2 separate regions of the Capsicum annuum genome follow, and region 2 is linked to region 1. The links are chromatin contacts, called in public Hi-C maps. All regions are on one chromosome and are shown on one strand. Each heading gives the region's core, a stretch centred on a gene start, on an enhancer-like site or on the middle of the called end of the contact. The rest is flanking DNA. Distances are from core to core; before and after follow the strand shown. Region 1 holds the start of LOC107867753 (pentatricopeptide repeat-containing protein At2g36730). Region 2 holds the start of LOC107867751.

Region 1 (4,355 bases), core at 1,085-3,584:
TGTTCTTGAGGAGAATGAGAAAATAATGGGATAATATCCTTCTCAGGGCTTTAATACCATGCTTAGAGTGAGAGAAAAATACCAAAATACCCTCACAAAATTACCTCCCAATTGCTGAAATTATCAGCTGACGACATGGGATGATAAGCCATTAGATCTGTGATAGCCCGTCAACCCAGGTCGTCACCTGGGAGCTGGAATTTATGATATTCTACCTAAGTCTGACGACATTGCTGATAAGTCATTAGAAATGTCGTCAGAAATGTGATAGGTTATCAGAAATGTCGTTAGAATTGTGATAAGTCGTCAGAAATGTCGTCACTCAGTTTCCAGGCTGATATGCTGGAGTAAAATGGGCATAACTTTTTGCTCCGATATTGGATTTAGGCGAAATTGGTATTGTTGGAAAGATAATTCAATTATATATCTGTTGGTAGGTCATGAGCTCAAAAATTCATAGTATAAATAGAGATATGCTCATTTGAAGTTGACTATAGCAATATTCTTCCCAAGAATTCAATTGGTAAGGAATATTTAGATTCGTCTGATAGCTGGGATTTATTTGAAGAATTAATATACATCTAACTTGCTCATAAAACTATAAAAGAATCATGATGTACTATGCATGAGTTTGAAACACGGCTATAGTATTGGTTTGGATTTTTTGGGGTATTACAAAAGAGAACCAAGTCTTATTAAAAAACAAAAAAATAAAAAAATGAAAAAAAGGGCAGGGGCAGGGCAGGGGCGGTTGGGTGGGTTAGGGGTGGGGTGAGAGGGTTTTACAAGGGATGGGTGGGTTACATTTAAAATTGGGGTGGGGTGAGTTAAATTTAAAAGTGGGTAAAGTAAAGGTGATGTGATGTAGTTCGGTGTAAGTTGTAATAATTTATTATAACTTACAGACAGTTAACTTACAAAAACTGTCTGTAGTTTGTAATAAATTATTATGTTTTAAAAACAATATTTGTAAAACGTAATAGATTATTACAAACTACATGATTTGACATAAAGAAGATGTGATAGCACACTGTTTTTTATTTTTTGTTTTTTGTGCAAAACATAATAAATTATTACATTTTACAAATCGTGTTGACCATTAAGAAAAAAGTGAAAAATATAATAAATTATTATATTTAGCCTATTTTGATAACTTTTTAAATATGTGGCCTATCTTAGTCACTTTTTTTATTTTGTGGCTTATTTTGGTTCCGAGTTTTGCTGAAAGGGGAGTAATATTTGTTATTTGATATCAGTTCCTTGTGGAGTGGAAACCAAAGAAATTGTTAAATTAAAAAAAAAAAATCAAGTCAGTGTCCAAAGTGGGATTGATTGAACCTGGGAAAGAAAAGTTAGGCTACTCTATTTAATTAATAATATAATTGATAGTGATTTCTTTTGAGGAATTTGTTATGATTTAGTTACTGTTTCATGTTTCCCTTCGCTGTCAGTTTGCTTTTTTTAATATATATGGGATAAAAGGTTTTCTATAGGGTAAAAGTAGTGTTGCAGTCACTGATTTACATTGCATGTTAGGGTAAAAATATATATATTTGAACAAATTTTGACCATTCAGAAGTCCTGCGCAAGGGCAAGTTTGTTAATTGACGCTTGTCTTCGGGGTTCAGATAAGTTGAGACTTTTCTTAGACTCTTTTTCAAAGTGCTTATTTGAATATTTGTTAGTTATGTGTAATGGGAGTAATGAAAATTGGGGATCCCGTTGAGGTGATTATGACGAGCATATATACGGGTACCGGTGTTGTCTGAGGGGATAAAATAAGTTAATTGTATGTTTGAACTATTTTTCCCTATTTGCTAGCTCGATGGACTGATTGGTTATGGTAGATAATTATTGAACAAGCTAGATAATGAGAATACTCTTACTTGATAAGTTGAGTTGACTTTAAAACTGATGTCTGATCTGACTTGAGACACGAAGTGCTTTGGTTGATTTTATTTTTGACTTAAGATCGGAGTTGCACGCCTGCACATCATACATTGCATTTCATATGGGATCGGAGTGCACACCTGCACAATATTATATATATTTATTGAGATCGGGGTGCAGGCCTGCACAATATATTTATTGGGATCGAAGTGCACGCCTGCAAGTATATTTATTAGAATCGAAATGCACGCCTTCACAATATATTGATTGGGATCGAAGTGCACGTATGCACAGTACATGGACCTTGTGAATCCCCCATGGGTCCTGACCTCAAAGCCATTGCTCGGTAGGTGTGTACAGAGCATATGCAGTACATTGCATTGCATTGCATTGATTCATTTGGTTTAAATTGGTTAAAGTTAATTGTTGACCTTGTACTTAATTGTATATGTGTTATTTATTTTACCGAATTGAGAAATTCTACTATTATGTTATGATATCCTTATGACTGTTAATCTTGACTATTCAGTTAGATGGTTTTCCTGAGTGAAGGTTGTATGTTTTTTTTTATGATGATTTACATAGTGTCACTTGTCACCACTTCGAATTAGGGTCAGTCGACGATGTTTGCTCAGTATACGTAGTTTCATACTCACTCTTGCTTTTTCTACATCCTACGTGCAAGTACAGATCCAACGACCTCCGAATATTGATCCCTGTGGTTCCTTCTTTGCTAGCATCATTGGAGATTCGAGGTAGCTGCTACTGGCTTTAGAAACTACTGAAATCTCCTTCAACCTTGTCCTTATGCATTTTCTGCATTTTGAAAGACTCAAACTTTCTTTTGGTTCTGTATTTAATTGATTGTATTAGTGATTTCCAAACCTGGGATTATAGATTATTTGATTTTACTAGCCTGTTAATCTATTAACGAAACTATTCGGGATTGGTTATGTTCTTATTCCTTCCGCTTCTATGAGTTTGAGATGTTATTCTTAGAATTGAATATTTAGTTTACCTATCATGGAGGATGGAATAGGTGTCATCACAGTCCCGAATTTGGGTTGTGACAAGCTGTGAATAGTAATATTATAAAGCATATTTATATATGATAAAATACAAGTTAGGTCCACAATATAATTTTTCTAAATTTCAATGTACTCTCATTTTAAGGCACTATTTAAATTTTGTTCAATTTTTTTAAAAAAATAAATTGAAAATATAGATCCATATTACCGTTTCTATCCCATGCTCCTCTTCAAGATTAAACTACAGCAACAAAATCCAGTGATGCGCTAGCATCTTACAGATGTGTTAAGTGGGATTTTGAAGTAATATATTACAACTGTTTATGGGAAAAAAATCCAATGAAGCTATCAAAACAGAGATATGTGGGTCAATTAATTGTGCAAATATATGAATCGCTCAACAACACTAAACATGTATTTCAGTGATATAATGACTTACAAAAAAGATATGAAGTAAGTCTATATGCATCAAAATAGTTTCAAAAATTGTAAGTAATTTAACAGGTCAGATAGCATAAAGTATCTCGGAAATTGATCTTTCGATACCTTTTCACAATTTGAATTTTGAATAGAAGAAGTGTGGCGGGCATGAGCTTCACCTCCAAAATACAACAACTACTTGCTCTTCTCAACTCTTGTTCTTCCCTCAAACACCTCTTCCAAATTCATGCTCAAATCATAATCTCTGGATTATCTCAACACAACTGTATCGTCCTCAAAATAATCAACTTTTTCGCTTCTCATACCCCAATAAACTCATCTTCTTACGCTGGTTTCGTCATCAAGCAATCCCATAATTCGTCTAATTCATGGTGGAACATCCTCATTAGACGTTATGCCACATGCCACAAGTCTTCATATACAGAAGCCATTCGGTTTTTTGTAGAAATGCGGCGTGTTGGAGCTGTTTCTGATGAATTCACATACCCTTTTCTCTTCAAGGCGTGCTCGTCCTTTTTGGGTCTGGAAGAAGGGAAACAGGTTCATTGTGATGTGATCAAGATTGGTGTTTGTAACAATGTGTATGTTCAGAATACTTTGATTCATTTCTATGGTTCTTGTAAGAAGATTGTGGATGCATATAAAATGTTTGATGAAATGTCGCCTAGAACTGTTGTTTCTTGGAATTCAATAATTTCGGCTTGTGTTGAAAGCTGTTGGTATTATGATGGGGTTGAGATTTTTCGAGTAATGAGGAAATGTGGGGTTCAACCGGATGAGACGACGATGGTGGTTTTGCTTTCTGCTTGTGCTGAGTTGGGTAACTTGAGTTTAGGGAAATGGATTCATGGTCAAGTGATTGAGCAAGGGATGTTTGTGAATTGTCAATTGGCAACTTCTCTTGTCAACATGTATGCCAAATGTGGAGCAGTGGATTATGCTCGTTTGATGTTCGACAGGATTGGAGAAAGAAATGTGTGGACTTGGAGCGCGATG
Region 2 (4,355 bases), core at 1,242-3,741, 130 kb before region 1:
GTGCTAACACTTTATATATTAGCTTTAGCACAAGGTTTGGGTAAAGTAATCTTCTCTGGGAAGTTAATTCAGAAAAAGGTGTAACTGAAAATAATTACCACATTGATGTTAGTCCCTAATCACATGAAGTTAATAGTTGAGCTCAAGAAAATGCTCTTCTTACCAAATTTCCTCGTATTTCTCAAATTTTCATCATCTTACATGAATTTCCTTTTGACTTCCAACAGTTCTAGTGCACAACTTGTAAAACAATTTTAGAATTTTGCAGCCACTTTTATGAGCTTAAGGACTTAATTTTTCATTCCTTTGTCGACGTGTTGTTTGGTTTTCACTGCTAAATTGGTCTACAGTTTGGTTACTCTGTTAAGATTAAGACTGATTTACCTCAGGTCCTTGAGGCTGTGCTCTATGGGGATTCAAATTTTTTCAAGGAGCATAACGAACTAATGAATGCAATCGTTCGAGTCTATTTCCACTCAAGCTCAAAGAAGTACAACCGTGTAGAATGCTGGGGTCCTCTAAAAGATGCAGCTAAGGTAGCACAGAATTATTACAATGTCATCGGCTACTTCTTGAAACCTTTTTGTCTGAAAGAACCAATTTTTCATAATCAAAAGTCATTGTGATCGTTCAACAGACAAAAAAGAATTGAAAAGGATATCTTTTATGTGGGGAGTATTAGAAAAAATCTCTCGTTTCTTACATTTTTATGTGCCAAACTTACTAGTTTGCTAGCCTAACCAACCTTTTGTATGATCATTGTTTTCTTAAGCATGTTCTTATCATTCCAAGTTTTAAAATCTGTGATTTATGGAACAGTTTTAAGATGTTCAGTTTTATTTTTAAAGAAACGTTATATAGTTGGTGCTTGAAGTCAAACTAAAAGATTTATAGTTTTGATCATCCAAATGAACATTTGGACGAGGGAGTGCTATTGAATCGAGAACTGTATTCAAAGTTATACTTTAGATTAATACAACTCACTCTTGTTTTCCAGGGAAGACAAGGGGATAGTATCAATGGCCTGTTATCGACAAGCAAGGGAGATTTTCACCCTCCGAAAATCCAGGGAAGTGCAAAATCAATCTTCCAAGCTCTTTTCACCTTCCTTCTCTAATCTAATACACTAAGGTGAGAGGCTAAAGAGTTCATGGATTTTGGAGGCTTCAAGTTGGGCTACCTAATAAGTCTTACCTTTTGCAGTTGGAAGGATCTCTCTTGAAACACATTTTAGAGTCATGGGATCCTACATTTCGTTGACTTGTAAAGACGAGAATTGTTTGCAAGGTCATTAGATTCTTTGTATGTATGTAATTGCATTCTTTCGAATGAGCTCTTGACTGACAATTCTTGTAAAAACCAAAGACTATTTTCCCTTTCATATGATCAATCAGTAATTGTTCCATATGCTCCTGTTTCATACATGCTCCATGAATATCTTCATATACAAGTTTGACTTGTTCACTTTGTTTCTTTAGAATCGGTCTCACTTGTCAAAAATTAAATGTCCTTTTATGAGAACCCTTTCGGAAATATTGCTTTATATTCACAAACTGCCCGATGGATCACTCAGATGTGACATTTGACCATAGTACAATATCATATTTTCTCATTTACTTTCTTAATCGTTTTATTTTTGAATAATATCTTGCTATCAGATTAATAAAGTACACAAGAAAATACTACCGAGGATATTGAACTCACATCCTTTTTGCCTTGTGGCATACCCAGGATTTTCTGGGCAACATTTTTATCAGTGTCACTTCTACATATTTGTGTCTCTGAACTTGCTATCTTATAAGGAAAATGAGAATGAAAAGTAGAAGCAAAACTAAAGCTGCATATGACTACTAAGTATTTTCGATCGGGGATTAATGTTAAAAACTGACAATATTCAAAAAGTTACATTTTATAGCTTACGCCTTGTTCCTTATAAAGTAAAAAGTCACCTTGCACCCACACCTTTAAAAACACTGATCTCCTATAAGACAAATTCAGCATAACCAACTTTAAGAATGAGAATAACAAACTACAATCTTAATCAAAGTGATATGTCACACCAAATAGGTAGTCCTAAACATACATAACGTAACTGTGGATTGGAAATAATTCTGAGTTAATATCCCAAATGGTATTTGGTCACTCAACTAATGAATATTATCTTAAAAAGTCACACAACTTTGATTTTTACTTAAAAATCACTCAACTAAGTCCTAAACATACGTAACCTAACTCTATGTTGGAAATAATTCCGAGTTAATATCCCAAATAGTTAGTCAGCTAATGAGTATTATCTCAGAAAGTCATACAACTTTGATTTTTACTTAAAAGTCACTCAACTAAGGCTTCAAAAGTCATTCAACTATATGTATTTTGCTTATAAGTCGCTCAACTTTTTTTAAAAAAAAAATTAAAATTGGGCTCAAGGCCCTTTTATTAAAAACCGAAAATGAGTTTAAATTACAAGACCGGGCCCAAAAGTGACCCGGTCCTAATAATAACCGATGAAACAAAGTAAACCATTCTTTAGATTAGGAAAGTTGGAAAGTTGTTGAAGCTTCCAGAATACTAATCAACCAACAATGCTGCTACTTCTATAGGAAAGGCGTCGACTTGTTCTCCTTGGCATCACAATCTTCTTCAATGACCAACGATCAACGAAGGTGCTGCTGTGATGGTGTTAGTGTCGCCTTACCAATACAAATCGACCATTCTCATTTGACCAACGATGTTGATGCTGATATGGTGTCGCCTTGTGAACCTCTTGTTGCCTTTTCATCTTTATCTCCGCAGCTCCTCTGTCCACCACTGCTGAGATTCACCAATCACGATTATCTTCTTCTCAGCCACCTAAGTTAAGTTTTAAATTCTAATCTTACCTTCTTTACTTTCATAGCTCAATGGATTGAGATTCTTAAGAATCGAATACCAATATCTTAACTGAAACATAAATTCCAGTAAGTTACAATTTGAAAACTTTGTCATTGTATAAGGTTGTTCTTAATCATTTGTAGGGACCTATTTTGGATCTGATTTAGCTGTTGTTTGAGTATTTAGCAAAGGAAATCACTTCCAACAACAAGTATCATCATCTCCTTAAAACATCCCCAAATCAATTATTCCCAACCAATTTGCACTTTATTGGTCGAGGTTAATCCTCTCTGATTTCTATCTTAATTCAAAGTTATGAGCTGCTCTAATTATCTACATATCCCATGTTACCTTTTGCTCCTCCGACATGTTCATTGTATGAACCTTATTATCCTGCCCTATTTCTTGTGTTACTGTTCTGCTGTTGCAAATTTTTTGTATGAGTTGGTGTTGTTGTTTGTTCACTCTTTCTTTGAGGTTCTTCTAATATTAGGAGTTCCCTTTTTGTCTAGATTAATGATAGCCTTTCCTTTCACTGGCACCTCTTCAAGACAATTGGACTGAAAATCATCTGCAAAATCAAAAACCAAGTTAGTAAAAAAATCAGCTAGAATGTTGCCTTCCCGAAGGGAATGCACCACTCTAACTGATAAATTCTCCATCATAGACTTTATGGAGTTGACCACAATTGGCATACTCCATGGGGCTTCTCAATTTAGATTTAAAATCTGCACCATTGCCCATGAATCACTTTTCACAATTATTTACTGAATAAAGTTATCACTACAGAACAGTAGGCATTCCCTGAACGCTATAGCTTCTGCTATCAAACTAGTAGTGTCTTTGATTCTAGATCCTTCATCTACCACTAGATCACCAAACTGATCTCTAATACAAAATGCAATAGAGCTAGGGCCTAGATTTCCTTTAGAGGCACCATCAATGTTACACTTTAGCCAACCAGTCTCAAAAGGAAACTATTTCACCAGTTTGAATGAATAATAGCTGCTATAACTCTAAAGATCATCAATTATACTATGCTATTTTTTATCTGCAACCTCCATTCTGAATCTAAGATTTATGAACTTTGCAATAGTATCATTCACTTCCAAGTAAATCTTTCTTTCTTGATAATTTCCCCAATTCAAAATAGTGTTTCTTCTCTTTCATGAAAACCCAAGAATAATTATAGGAACAACACTGAAACAACCCTCAATCTATAATTACCAGCTTGAGTTCTCCATATCCTAACACTTTGTTTCACATTTAGTCTCTGCTAAACTAATCCAGCTGCACCACAGTAATGGTTCCACACCCTTCTAGCAATTTCACCATTAAGAAATAGGTGATTAATAGTTTCCCTTTTTGGATTACTACAACAAATACATTTCTATGAAATCTCAGAGTTCCAGTTATTCATCAAACCAACAACTTGGATTATGCCTTTCCAAATTCTCCAGGTTAAAGAACGATAATTTAAAGGC

Evidence for each region. A called contact is a pair of places that touch in the nucleus more often than the background predicts.
Region 2: a Hi-C map of bud shows a contact between it and region 1, with 3 times the contacts expected there. The contact joins the promoter of LOC107867751 here to the promoter of LOC107867753 in region 1. A contact is called at or near these places in 3 of 5 Hi-C or Micro-C datasets (bud and leaf).

What each region holds. Positions count from the first base shown.
Region 1 is chr4:166,657,474-166,661,828 of UCD10Xv1.1, reverse strand. LOC107867753 (pentatricopeptide repeat-containing protein At2g36730) reads left to right here and starts at 2,334. Exons shown (of 1, transcript XM_016714144.2): 1 at 2,334-4,355. The coding sequence starts at 3,507.
Region 2 is chr4:166,786,947-166,791,301 of UCD10Xv1.1, reverse strand. LOC107867751 reads left to right here and starts at 2,491. Exons shown (of 3, transcript XM_016714140.2): 1 at 2,491-2,854. The coding sequence starts at 2,644. It overlaps LOC107867750 (magnesium dechelatase SGRL, chloroplastic), which reads left to right. Exons shown (of 6, transcript XM_016714139.2): 4 at 390-536; 5 at 998-1,131; 6 at 1,204-1,405. The coding sequence ends at 1,117.